Linked DNA regions of Mus musculus: all the other regions are linked to region 3. The links are chromatin contacts, called in public Hi-C, HiChIP or PLAC-seq and promoter capture Hi-C maps. All regions are on one chromosome and are shown on one strand. The core of a region is the stretch at or near the end of the contact, and the rest is flanking DNA. Distances in the headings are between cores, read along the strand shown.

Region 1 (2,700 bases), core at 33-2,532, 360 kb before region 3:
TGTTTCAGACAGCGCTGAGGGTGAGGACTGTGAAGAGGTGGGCTGGGAGAGCAGTGCTCACTAGCTGTCTCGGCACTTGGGTGGCTGAGGCAGGAGGATTGCAAGATTAAAGAAAGACTGTCTCAAATCAGGGGAAATGATGGTTACATGCCTGGCATGGCACATGTGACAGTTACATGGCACATGCCCTAGTGCTCAGGAGGCAGGAGCAGAAGAGTCTTGAGATGAAGCCAGCCTGCTCTGCATTAACAAATTCCAGGCCAGCCATGATTGCATAGAGGGACCCCATCCCAAAACAAACAAACAAACAAACAAACAAAGTCAAGAGAAAAGGGACGGGAGATGGTTCAGTCAGTAAAAAAGTGTTTGTCAGGCATGAAGACCTGAATTCAGACCCCCAGGACCCACATGGAACCGTGACAGCCTGTGTCTGTGAACCACACTAGGGCAGGAAGGCACAGAGAAGGGAGGATCTTGGAGCTTGTTTACTGTTCATTCTAGCTGAATCAGTGAGCCCACTGAGAGACAAAAAATGATGAGGAACACTTGATGCTGACCTCTGACCACCACACACATGGGCACAGGAGGACACAAACATTAAAGGCACTTGATGCATCTCTGGGTCTTGGTCCCCTGATGAGCAGCTCCTCCAGCCTCTATGAGGCCTTGACCACTTTGTTTTTGAGACATTAACCTGGAGTTCTGTTGCAGAGAGACCACAGGCAAGTGCTCAGCTCCCTGCTGTCTGGAGCCCTGGCTGGTGCACTTGCCAAGACAGCAGTAGCCCCCCTGGACCGGACCAAGATCATCTTCCAAGGTAACAGCTGTGTGACTGATCTTCCTCCCACTTCTCCGCCAACCCCAAATACAGAGTCCCAGATTGTAGCCCAGACAGGCCTCACATTTCACTTTATAGTCTCGGTCAGCCTTGAATCTACAGCAGTCTTCCTGCCTCAGCCTAGTAAGTACTGGGTGCTATGCCACAGGAGACTGCCAGGAATTGCCAGTCTGATACAAGAACAAAGAGAATCTTTATTATACCAATCTGACTCGGATCACAAGCCTTCTCTGTCCCGCAGGTTAGGGATGCGATGCTCTCACCCAGGGCCTGAGATATCTATAGGAGTGTGCACAGCTGGGATTCTTGAGCTTTGTACCGAGGTACATGGCTGGGAGGGGGAAGGAGTGCCGTCCTTCATCCTGGTAACAAGTGTTCAGACAGAGAGGTGGGGACAGAACTGCAGCTGGAAAGGGACCTTCCTGACCTGGGAAGAAGGAACTCCTTTTTGTTCGCAGTTTACAAACTGGTCTCAGCTGTCTGGAAACACTTAATTGCCTTTCCCATAGCCCAAGAGTGGGCTTTTGTTACTTCAAGAATATTGGCTCCTGCTTCCTTCAAGGGCAGGAGCCATCTGCACTGGAGAAATGCTGGTTGTTAATCAGGGGAGGGAGGGCAAGTTATGGCCACGGGGAGGCTAGGGTAGAATGCCTTTCATCTGCTCCCAAGGCCAGCATCTGTGGGGGCAGAGGGGGGCCTGGGGGGAATGAAGGGAGAGATGGTTGCTTTGGCTGACACAGGGACAAGGGAGTTTGGGCCAAGGATTACTGCAGAGACGGGCATGATACCTCATGTCTCTTCATGGGGTCACTTGTGTTTGCTACCACACCCTGTGTCCTTCAGAGACACTTGTCACTGCTGTAGAGCACCTTCTAGCACCTTGAATCTGCCACACACCACAAAGCCTTTGTTCCCAAACCTAGTCACCTTCCCAGAGAACCCCTGGGGATGTGGATATAATTTGGGGGACATAGCCTAGAGCCCATGTCCCTCCCTGGGTACTAAACTGTGTCCAGCCTGGTAAGCCTGAGCAAGGCTGGGCTTCCTATTGATGGTCAAATGGTGGCAGCCTCCTTCAGTTGTTGGGAGAGGGGCTAACCACAGCTACTGCACCTCAATCACAGTTCGTGTCACCTGCTGACTGAGCACAGCTGTGGCACCAGGCCCTGGGTAGCCATTTCCTGCTGAGGGCTAGAGAAGTACTGAGACTTCACACTGGGGTTGGGGTTTTTGGTGCTGTCCACTGACCACACCAGACACTCCTCACCATCAAATCCTTCTGACCTACATAGCTCAGCCCCCTGCCTCATATAGGATTGAAGACATCATGTTGTGTGGAGCGAGGCAAACCTTGGTACCACTAAGTGCTAGCGCACCTGTGCTGGGATCGGGCCTGGAGAACAGAGGGCAGACCCAGACAGCCTTGGGACTTGTTCTGATGAGGCCTAGGTTTGCTGGCAACAGGGTCAGTGAACTGGAGTCCCTCCCCAGTGCCCACAATACTCAGCCCCTCAGCCCCACAGCCTGAGCCTCTGCCTGTCCTAAGCTGCCAGGTGCTGGCCCCACTGCCCTTCCTGGGGAAGAAAGGATGAGGGCAGGCCTAGGCACGATCCTCCACCCAGTGCATTCCTGTCCACTGCTCACATTCAGCCCCAAGCGCAGGTCAGGCCCCAGAGCCCTGGGTATTGGGGTTGCAGACCCAGGAGCTTGACAGTCACATCTTATGGTCTGTTTGCTTTTGTTTGTTCCAGTGTCTTCAAAAAGATTTTCTGCCAAGGTGAGCTGCTAGAGGGACCAGTGGACCAGGCAGTCTGGGGGAGCAGGCTTCCAAGGAGACCTTTATGCACAGGTTTCTTTTGGTC
Region 2 (2,700 bases), core at 33-2,532, 310 kb before region 3:
GATGAACACAGAACTCAAAGGTGCCTAAAGTCCACAATCTCGTGAGGCCTCTACTCTGTGGCAGGAATGATGTGGAAGGCCACGTCCCTTGCTGTGTGGGAACAGCTCTGAGGTATATCACAGGCCCTGTTCCAGAAACATGCCTGCTAAGGCTGCCCTCTGCAGAATCCATTCAAGTTCCTGTTAAGCCTGTTTCCTTTACTCCAGAACTCATGTTCCTACCACAAGTCAACTGCACCAAAACCATCATCCCAGGGTAGACTTTGACCAACAGCTTTCCCAGTCAGGAAATCTCTATTCTTCCTGCTCCATCCATCAAGGATCCTGTTGCTTCCAACTTCAGTCCCCTTCATCCCCCACTCCTTCCTGTATCAGACAAGCTCTGACCAGGCTAATGGTGGCAGATGACACCAACTCCTCTTACCACGCAGGGCTCCCATCAGCTAAAGAAAATAATCTACTTATCTGGTCCTTAATATATTTTGCAGTGTCGGGGATCAAACCCAGAGCTTTGAATGCGCTGGTCAAAGTGTTTACGACTGAGCTAAAGCCCCAGCTCTTCTCTCGAGATTTGAGTTTCAATGTGCAGACCAAACTGGCCTTCAATTTCTTGTCTCTTGAGAAGAGAGGATTAGAGTATTGCGCCACCAAGCCCACATACTCCTTTACGTATTCACAGGCTAAAAACCACATTACACTGAGCAGGGACCTGGATGGATTCTGCTTTTAATTCCAACTCTCAGAAGGCAGAGAGGTTTGAGACCATCCCGGTCTACACAGCGAGTTCCAATATAGCCAGGGTTACATCCCGGGACCTTATCTCAGAAGTAGAAAAGAGCCTTTTCCTGCCCGGGATCATTATACATCACAACACCTCCCGGCGGGAGACACCGGCCTCCCTTTTCCATCGAACCCCGCAGGCCGGGAGGTCTACGGCGGCTCTTTGTCATGTACCTTCCCGCGTTGCCCTCTCTAGGCCCCTCCAACCCCTCTAGGGTCCCGCAACACCTTTCTTTCCCTTCAGCTGCATCTCAGGTTCTTCCATAGTGAAGGCAGCCAGCAGAGCCCAGAAACCGGAAGCGGAAGTCGGGAGGTTGAGACGTTTAAACGTTCAGGTATGGGTTCTGGCGTCCTGTGCGCTGGCTCCTCTTACGAGGTAACTTCTATTCAGACACGAGATAGACGGAAGGAGGCAGTCCTATGCGAGCGTGTCGGGAGGATAGAGATTTCTTGATGTTATAGTATGCCTCGTCAAGGACTCCCTGCTACACGTACAGATAATTCTCAGGGACCAGGGCAGGGAAATTGTTATGGACAAAGTAACAATAATATTCGGTCTCTTTAAATTTGACAAGTCCCGCCCATGTGTCTCCGCCCCGTGGGGCAAATGCTCCGCCCTCCCACCGTCTGTGGATCCGATTGGGGCAGACAGGAGGGGGCGGTGCATGGGGCGGGGAAGCGCACGCGCAATAAAATCTTCAGCGAGTCTAAGGCTCCTTCAGCCCTTTAGGAAGGATAGCGTGCGCATGCGCCACTGTACCCATTGGCCTCAGCGGAAGCCACGCTCCTCCCTCCAGTCTTAAAGCGCTAGAAGCAGCTTCGGGTTTTTATTTTTTATTTTTTGGTACTTTTGCAGGGCAAGGGTGCGCAGGCGCAGTGGAGGAGTTTTCCAGTAGGAGTAGTCGTCGCGTATTAAGTTGCTGCTCTATGTCCCAGGAGAGGAAGCTAGAGAACTGAGCGTCTGGTCACCAACTTGCTCTTTACGAGATCTACTGAACCAGAAAAGTTTGTGAACAGAGCTTCCTGAGTTTTGGAAGACCAAGGCTGGCAGCGTAGGGACACAGAGGAGGCTGGAGGGAGGTGAGTGGATCTTACACGTCGCATCTTTTGTTGAGTCCTAAGTCATTTTGGGGGATTCCGGCCCAAATAACCACAGTGGGACATTGATAAGTTTGACATTAGTATCTCTCTATGATGTTTTCTGATATGACCTCTCTGAGGCCTTACATCTTCACCTTATTAACGAGGGAATGAGGCTCAGCTTAGTCATAGACTAGGTTTTTATAGCTTGTAAGTGATTGGAACCCAGACTGCTGCCAGAACCCTCATTTTATTGCCTTGGCTTCTGGTGTTAATTTATTAACAATGATATTTATCTAAAGCCACAGTTTTCCCGGCGTCATAAAGCAAGGCTCAATATGCAGACCATGGCTGTCCTGGAATTCACTATTTAGACTAGGCTAGTCTTGAACTCAAAGGGATCTACCTGCCTCTGCCTCCCAAGTACTAGGACTAAAGGTGTGCACTATCATGCCCCACCTAACCAAGCTCCAGCCCCAGATAAGAACTCATTTATTCATTTATTTTGTGGGCAGGCTGTGCTGTGGGTTTGGTGTGGAGGTCAGAGGACAATTTACCAGGGTCAGTTTTTTCCCTCCACCCTGTGGGTTCCTGGAATCAAAATTGGGTCATCTGACTTGGTGACAAGCGCCTTTACCAACTGAGCCATCTTGGGGACCACGAGATTTGGCTAATTACTGTCATCTCTTCACTCCAGCTTCCTCCATGGAGCCCACTCAGGTTGCAGAGAACCTTGTCCCAAACCAGCAACCTCCTGTTCCTGACCTAGAGGATCCTGAGGACACCAGAGATGAGTCCCCAGAGAACTCAGACACTGTCGTCCTCAGCCTGTTCCCCTGC
Region 3 (2,795 bases), core at 165-2,664:
CTAGCATGCACAAAGCCCTGTGTTCAGCCTGAGCATCACACGAGCTGGGTGTGCTGGTACATGCACTCAGGGAGGCTGAGGCAGGAGATCATCCTGGACTGTATGTGTTGTATGGAGAGTTTCAGGCTAGCCTGGGAAACATGAGGTCCTCTCCCAAACAAACAGACAAATAAATATAAAGAAAAGGAATCCTTGGGATGTGGTTAGTGGGTGGCGGATGACTCTCACCCCAGCACTCTGAAGGTAAAGACTGCATGATCAGGAGTTCAAGGTTATCTTTTGTTTGTTTGTTTGTTTGTTTGAGTCTCTGGATGGTTCTAGCCAGGGTTTCTCTGTGTAGCCCTGGCTGTCCTGGAACTCGCTTTGCAGACTAGGCTGGCCTCGAACTCAAAGATCCTTCCAAGGTTATCTTTTAATAAGTTTGAGGGATGGAGAGAGGGCTCAGTGGTTAAGAGCACTGACTGCTCTTCCAGAGATCCTGAGTTCAATTCCCAGCAACCACTTGGTGGCTCACAGTCATCTGTAATGGGATCTGATGCCCTCTTCTGGTGTGTCTGAAGACAGCTACAGTGTACTCATATACATAAAATAACTGACTCTTTAAAAAAAATGATGAGTTTGAAGCAAGCCTGGTGATAAAAGCTCCTGCCAGGTTGGGGGTGGGTACACTGGAGAGAGAGCTTAGTGGTTTAGTGTACTCGCTACACTCCCAAAGAACTGGAGATCTCTACTCACATGTCGGGAGCACACACACATACACACAAAGAGAAAATAAAAACTATAAAAAGACGGGTGCCCTCTATGTCCACCCAGCTCCCCATATCCGTTCCTGAAAGTTCTCAACGGATCCTGTATCAGATCATTCTAGTACAGGCTCTTCAGTAGCTTCTCTTCCACTGTGTGACTTGCAAACTTGCGGTCTTTGCCCTACCCCAACCCTACGCGTCCGCCAATAATAGATCACTTAACCCTTCCAATGTCTCCTGTTCCCAGGGCCGGGCTTTTACCTCCATAACTCTGATACCCTCTTTCCTCACGAAGTCACCCTTTAGTCCAGGACAAATTCTTGTATCCTTCATTCCCTCTGGCCCAAGATCACTCCGCCTGTCCATCACTCCAAGCTCAGCTGCACCTGTCCCATCCTCATCCCGCCTCCGCCCCTTCCCTTCCTGCCCGGGAGCCGCACCTGGCCTGAGCCTCGTCCAGGCTCTGGTCGGTGATGGCCATGATCTGCTGCAGGACGTCGCTCGTGTCATGGCCTAGTGGAGCTGTGGTCGGCAGGCGGCGCGGGGCGGGCTGTGGCGGCACGGGACGCAGAGGGGCGGCCATGGGCTACAGTCCCGAGCGAGCGCAGAGGGACAGGTCCCGCCGGGCTCTCGCGCTTGCGCAGCAGCCAACCGCCGCAGACCCAGGGACCACGCCTCCTTCAAGTCCACTAGCCAATAAAACGCCCTTTTCATCTATCTTCGCCGTGCATCACCCTCTCCTTCGCGATGCGCCCCAAACAGCTTCTCAACGGCTGCTGAGGGTTGAGGGTTGTCTAGGAAACAGGAATTCTCTTCTGATCCTCCCACCCCTCAGGACACGCCCCCTGTGGGCGCCGTCACCAATCAGCACCATGCACTGTTCCCCCTCCTCAGCGACTAGCTAGAAACTTCCTTTCTCAACTGCCAGTAAGAAAGGAACCCCATGGTTGGGGTTGCCATGGTAACGACTACCGCCTGCATTTGCTTAAGTCTGGTGCACTTTATGGCTACCTTCCCCATCATAGGCCCTCGTCCCTTGCTTACTCCAGTGCCTCTGCCTTCTCTTTAGTCCTGGATCTGTTTAGGTTATCACTTCTTCACAGGGCCCGGGTTCTTTACAGTCATTCACATCTGAGTTTACTTCCTCAGAGGCTTGCATCCTCACTGTTTGCTCCCCATCTTCATATTTTTCAAAAATTTCAAAAATTTGTGGGTGGGCAAGGCGACACATGCCTTTAATCCCAACACCAGGGAGATGGATCTCTGTGAGCTCTAGGCTAGCCTAGGCTACATAGTTTCCAGACAGCCAGGGCTATACAGAGAGACCTTGTTTCAAAAATAACTTGAGACAGAGTCTCTTATTGCCCATGCTGTCCTCAAGTTTGTTATGTAATGAAGGTTGCCCGAGTTTGCTATGATTGGAGCATGATCTCGAACTTTCTTCTACCTCTAACTCCTAAGTGCTGGGATGAGTGCTGTGTGCCACAGGGCCCTGTTTGTGTGGTGAAGAGGATGGAATTCAGGGCAGCAAGCATACCAGACAAAACCCTACCAACCTAACTATATCTGTACCCTAAATTTTCAGCGTCTTGAGTCAGTGCCTCATATAGTTCAAACTGATATCAAATTCACTGGTAACTGAGAGTGCCTTCCCCTCTCCTCACTGCCCTGGCTACTTCCTCAGAACTGTGGGTCTTCCTCCTCATAGCTCCCCACAGCTCCTCAGAATTCCCACTCCCCAGTCCTGCCTCTTCCTCAAGGCCTCTCACACCTGAGTCCCAGGCTCCGCAAAATTTCTGGTCCTTTTCACAGTCCCTCCCACCCCCCGCCCTGGGGTTCTCCCAGCAGCCCTCAGGGTCCTCCACTCTATGACTCCTCAGAATTCTTCTGGGCTGGTGAGATGGCTCAGTGGGTAAGAGCACCCGACTGCTCTTCTGAAGGTCCAGAGTTCAAATCCCAGCAACCACATGGTGGCTCACAACCATCTGTAACATGATCTGACTCCCTCTTCTGGTGTGTCTGAAGACAGCTACAGTGTACTTACATATA
Region 4 (2,700 bases), core at 68-2,567, 470 kb before region 3:
AGGGCAAGGATTTAGCCTGTGGAGCATTTGCATCGAAGCTGTGCTTTGGCTGTGCACACTATGATCCCAGCACTCCAGAGAGCAGGCATGGCCATCAGGAATTCAGTGCTCTTCAGCAACATGGGGAGTCTGAGGCCAGCCTGGGCTAAAGGAGACTGTCTTCTTTTATAACCAAACTTCCCTTTTGGGGGGAGTGGGGGAGGCGAGGAGGGTACAGTTCAAGACGGGGTTTTTCTGTAGCACCCTGGCTGTCCTGGAAGTCGCTATGTAGATCAGAGTGGTCCAAAACTCAGAGACTTGACTGCCTCTGCCTCTGGGTGCTGGGATTTAAGGCACACCAAGCTACCTCCGGTTTAGGACTATTATTAAGACAGATTACAGTATTACCCGAACTGACCTAGAACTGCTTATGAAGATCAGGCTGACCCTAAACTTACAGAGATCAGCCTCCCAAGTGCTGGAATAGAAGGCGTGCACCATGATGCCTGACTTTAGACACTTAAAAAAGGGGGGCGGGGGGGGTTTAAAAACGAAACAGTAAGAGGTTTTATGATGGAGCTAGTGGCGCACACCTGTCACCTCACCATTACCCTGACTTCAGGTCAGCCTGGGCTATAAAGTGAGCCCCTGTCAATCAACCACCAGAAAGTTGGAAGCTTGGCACAGGGGTGCACACCTGTCATCCTAGCACTGGAGGGGTGAAGACTGGAGGCGCAGGACCTCAAGGTTAGCCTCGGTTACAGAGTAAATTGAAAACCATCCCTAATTATAAGAGAAACCGAGTCCTCGGACCAGAACCTCAGAGCGCGCCGGAAGCTGCTCCGCACGCTGCCCACCTTCACGCGCTGAGCCTCGTTGATGCACTGCTGGTAGCTGCCGATGTAGAAAGCGTTCTTCACGTCGAACAGCTCATCTACCTCTCCGGAGCCGCCAGAGACCGCGCCAGGAACCGGAGGAGCCATGTCACCGCACCTCTAACCAACCTTCTTCTGGGACACGTAGGCCGGAAGCAGGTCCCCGTCGTCAGGAACTCTGGGAAACGTAGTTCTATGGGACAAATCAGAGGCGATGAAAAAGAAACCTTGCAAAGCCTCCCGAGAACTATAGTTCGGATTCCGTCAACAAACACAAGGCCTTCAGAACCAAAACACTGAAAAGCGGTCAAAGCTCGGATTGGTTGAAGGATCTGGAGAGGGTCTCTCCGTGACGTCACATTCCTCCGCCAACGTCCTCTCACAACTTTTCCAGGCCGGACTGCGCCGGGGTGGACGTGACGTAGCATTCACGCGCCGGAAGCACTCATTTCTAGGTTCTCTGCCCGGGTCTGGAGCATGGCGGGGTTCGCTGAGATCGGGTTGTCGTCGTGGCTGGTAGAACAGTGTCGACAGCTGGGGTTGAAGCAGCCCACGCCGGTGCAGCTCGGGTGCATTCCGGCCATCCTGGAAGGTGAGTTCTCGCCTTTCTTTTAATGCCTTTCTTTGCCCGCTCTTCCTTAGCCCCACTTGGGTTCCAGGAATCAGGACAGCATTGAGTGTTTCGGGGACCCTGACCCGCAGCATTGACATTTACGCTGCGACCGACTCGTGTTCATTATCACACAGGTGATGGGTGGCACCTCTTAAGTTTTCGTAGCACCCGAGCATAGGGAGAGATCGGTGAATGACTAAAACATGGCACTGAAAAAAAAAAAGGGTAGAGCTGGCTTTGACGTAGAAGCCGTCAAACTCCAGGTAAAAACCAATGCTCCGTGTTTGTGTCAGTGCTCTTCGACCCAGTTCACTTTTGCCATTAAAGAGGCGTCCTTGGAGCCGGACGTGGTGACTCTCAGTCATCTCAATACTGAGCAGGTGGAAGCAAGAGGATCAGGAGTTCAAGGTGATCCTCAGTTTGGTAGCAAGTTGCAGACCAGCCTGGGCTACCTGAAAATTTGTTTCAAACAAGCAATTATAATAATTGTTGGAAATTAGATAATAACACGTTCAAGGGACTAGTGGAAATGAAACAGTTTTAAATATTCAATTCTGGAGAAAGGGGTACCAGCATAGAGAAAAGGCAAAAATAGCTGGTGTGGTGATTTCAAGCAAGTTTTTGAAGCCTTTCCCCAAATATGGGAAATTCCTGACCTTTTCTTCCATAGACCTGCAGGGCTTTTCCCCTCCCCAAATTCCCCATCCCATTGGTCCATTGGGGCCCCAAGTCTTCTCTAATGAATAGTTTGGGTCTTGAGGCTGCCTCTCTTCTATTCTCTTTTCTTTCTTTTTTTTTTCCCTTGTTTTTTTGTTTTTTTGAGACAGGGTTTCTCTGTATAGCCCTGGCTGTCCTGGAACTCACTCTGTAGAACAGGCTGGCCTTGAACTCAGAAATCTGCCTGCCTCTGCCTCCCAAGTGCTGAAATTAAAGGTGTGCGCCACTACTGCCTGGCTGCCCTTCCTTTCTAATCATGGGCTCAGTCACATAGCAGAGCACCTGTAACTCTCCGAGTCTTAGACTAACTAGGGGAGAGAAGGACCCAGTGCCTCCAACTCATCTGTAGCTCTAGTGAACTGTAAGCTCACCTCGTACTAAAAGCAGACCATACCCATCTATTTCTTACAATAATGAGGGAATGCCCAAGGGACCAATCATGGCCCTTGCTCCACACTGATGCTGCTTTGCCATCTGCCTAGGTCGGGACTGCTTGGGCTGTGCAAAAACAGGAAG

Evidence for each region. Promoter capture Hi-C pulls out the DNA fragments that hold promoters and counts their contacts. Hi-C and Micro-C count contacts between places; a contact is called where the count stands out from the background. HiChIP or PLAC-seq counts read pairs in DNA pulled down with a chosen protein or histone mark.
Region 1: a contact with region 3 is called in a promoter capture Hi-C map of cranial neural crest. The contact joins the enhancer-like site here to the promoter of Pbx4 in region 3. A contact is called at or near these places in 8 of 39 promoter capture datasets (the 3T3-L1 cell line, 3T3-L1-derived adipocytes, the C10 cell line and 5 more), 3 of 115 datasets of contacts at active chromatin or transcription factors (bone marrow-derived macrophages, embryonic stem cells and pancreatic cancer cells) and 3 of 9 other capture datasets (adipose tissue, liver and pancreatic islet).
Region 2: a contact with region 3 is called in an H3K4me3 HiChIP or PLAC-seq map of bone marrow-derived macrophages, with 2.7 times the contacts expected there. The contact joins the promoter of Borcs8 here to the promoter of Pbx4 in region 3. A contact is called at or near these places in 5 of 39 promoter capture datasets (the 3T3-L1 cell line, embryonic stem cells, liver and 1 more), 4 of 484 Hi-C or Micro-C datasets (CD8 T cells, bone marrow-derived macrophages, forebrain and 1 more), 13 of 115 datasets of contacts at active chromatin or transcription factors (the 230-238 cell line, the SCID.adh cell line, acute myeloid leukemia and 6 more) and 5 of 9 other capture datasets (adipose tissue, embryonic stem cells, liver and 2 more).
Region 4: a Hi-C map of B cells shows a contact between it and region 3, with 16 read pairs. The contact joins the promoter of Ddx49 here to the promoter of Pbx4 in region 3. A contact is called at or near these places in 6 of 39 promoter capture datasets (the C10 cell line, cranial neural crest, liver and 2 more), 1 of 484 Hi-C or Micro-C datasets (B cells), 3 of 115 datasets of contacts at active chromatin or transcription factors (the SCID.adh cell line, bone marrow-derived macrophages and embryonic stem cells) and 3 of 9 other capture datasets (adipose tissue, liver and macrophages).

The regions. Positions count from the first base shown.
Region 1 is chr8:70,189,978-70,192,677 of GRCm38.p6, reverse strand. Slc25a42 (solute carrier family 25, member 42) reads left to right here. Exons shown (of 8, transcript NM_001007570.2): 3 at 712-817; 4 at 2,590-2,615. Among named protein-coding and RNA genes, the nearest start is that of Tmem161a, 19 kb to the right of the region's middle. Within about 2 kb of position 1,282, at least 17 of the 459 cell types and tissues checked have an H3K27ac peak or open chromatin away from gene starts, as enhancers often do.
Region 2 is chr8:70,138,081-70,140,780 of GRCm38.p6, reverse strand. It overlaps Borcs8 (BLOC-1 related complex subunit 8), which reads right to left and starts at 1,282. Exons shown (of 6, transcript NM_001145552.2): 1 at 1,009-1,282. The coding sequence starts at 1,045. Rfxank (regulatory factor X-associated ankyrin-containing protein) reads left to right here and starts at 1,584. Exons shown (of 9, transcript NM_011266.2): 1 at 1,584-1,860; 2 at 2,558-2,700. The coding sequence starts at 2,566. Gm45929 (predicted gene, 45929) reads right to left here and starts at 1,282. Exons shown (of 9, transcript NM_001310055.1): 1 at 1,009-1,282.
Region 3 is chr8:69,831,243-69,834,037 of GRCm38.p6, reverse strand. Pbx4 (pre B cell leukemia homeobox 4) reads right to left here and starts at 1,414. Exons shown (of 8, transcript NM_001024954.2): 1 at 1,187-1,414. The coding sequence starts at 1,329.
Region 4 is chr8:70,301,069-70,303,768 of GRCm38.p6, reverse strand. Ddx49 (DEAD box helicase 49) reads left to right here and starts at 1,317. Exons shown (of 13, transcript NM_001024922.2): 1 at 1,317-1,446; 2 at 2,667-2,700. The coding sequence starts at 1,332. It overlaps Cope (coatomer protein complex, subunit epsilon), which reads right to left and starts at 1,002. Exons shown (of 10, transcript NM_021538.2): 1 at 837-1,002. The coding sequence starts at 962.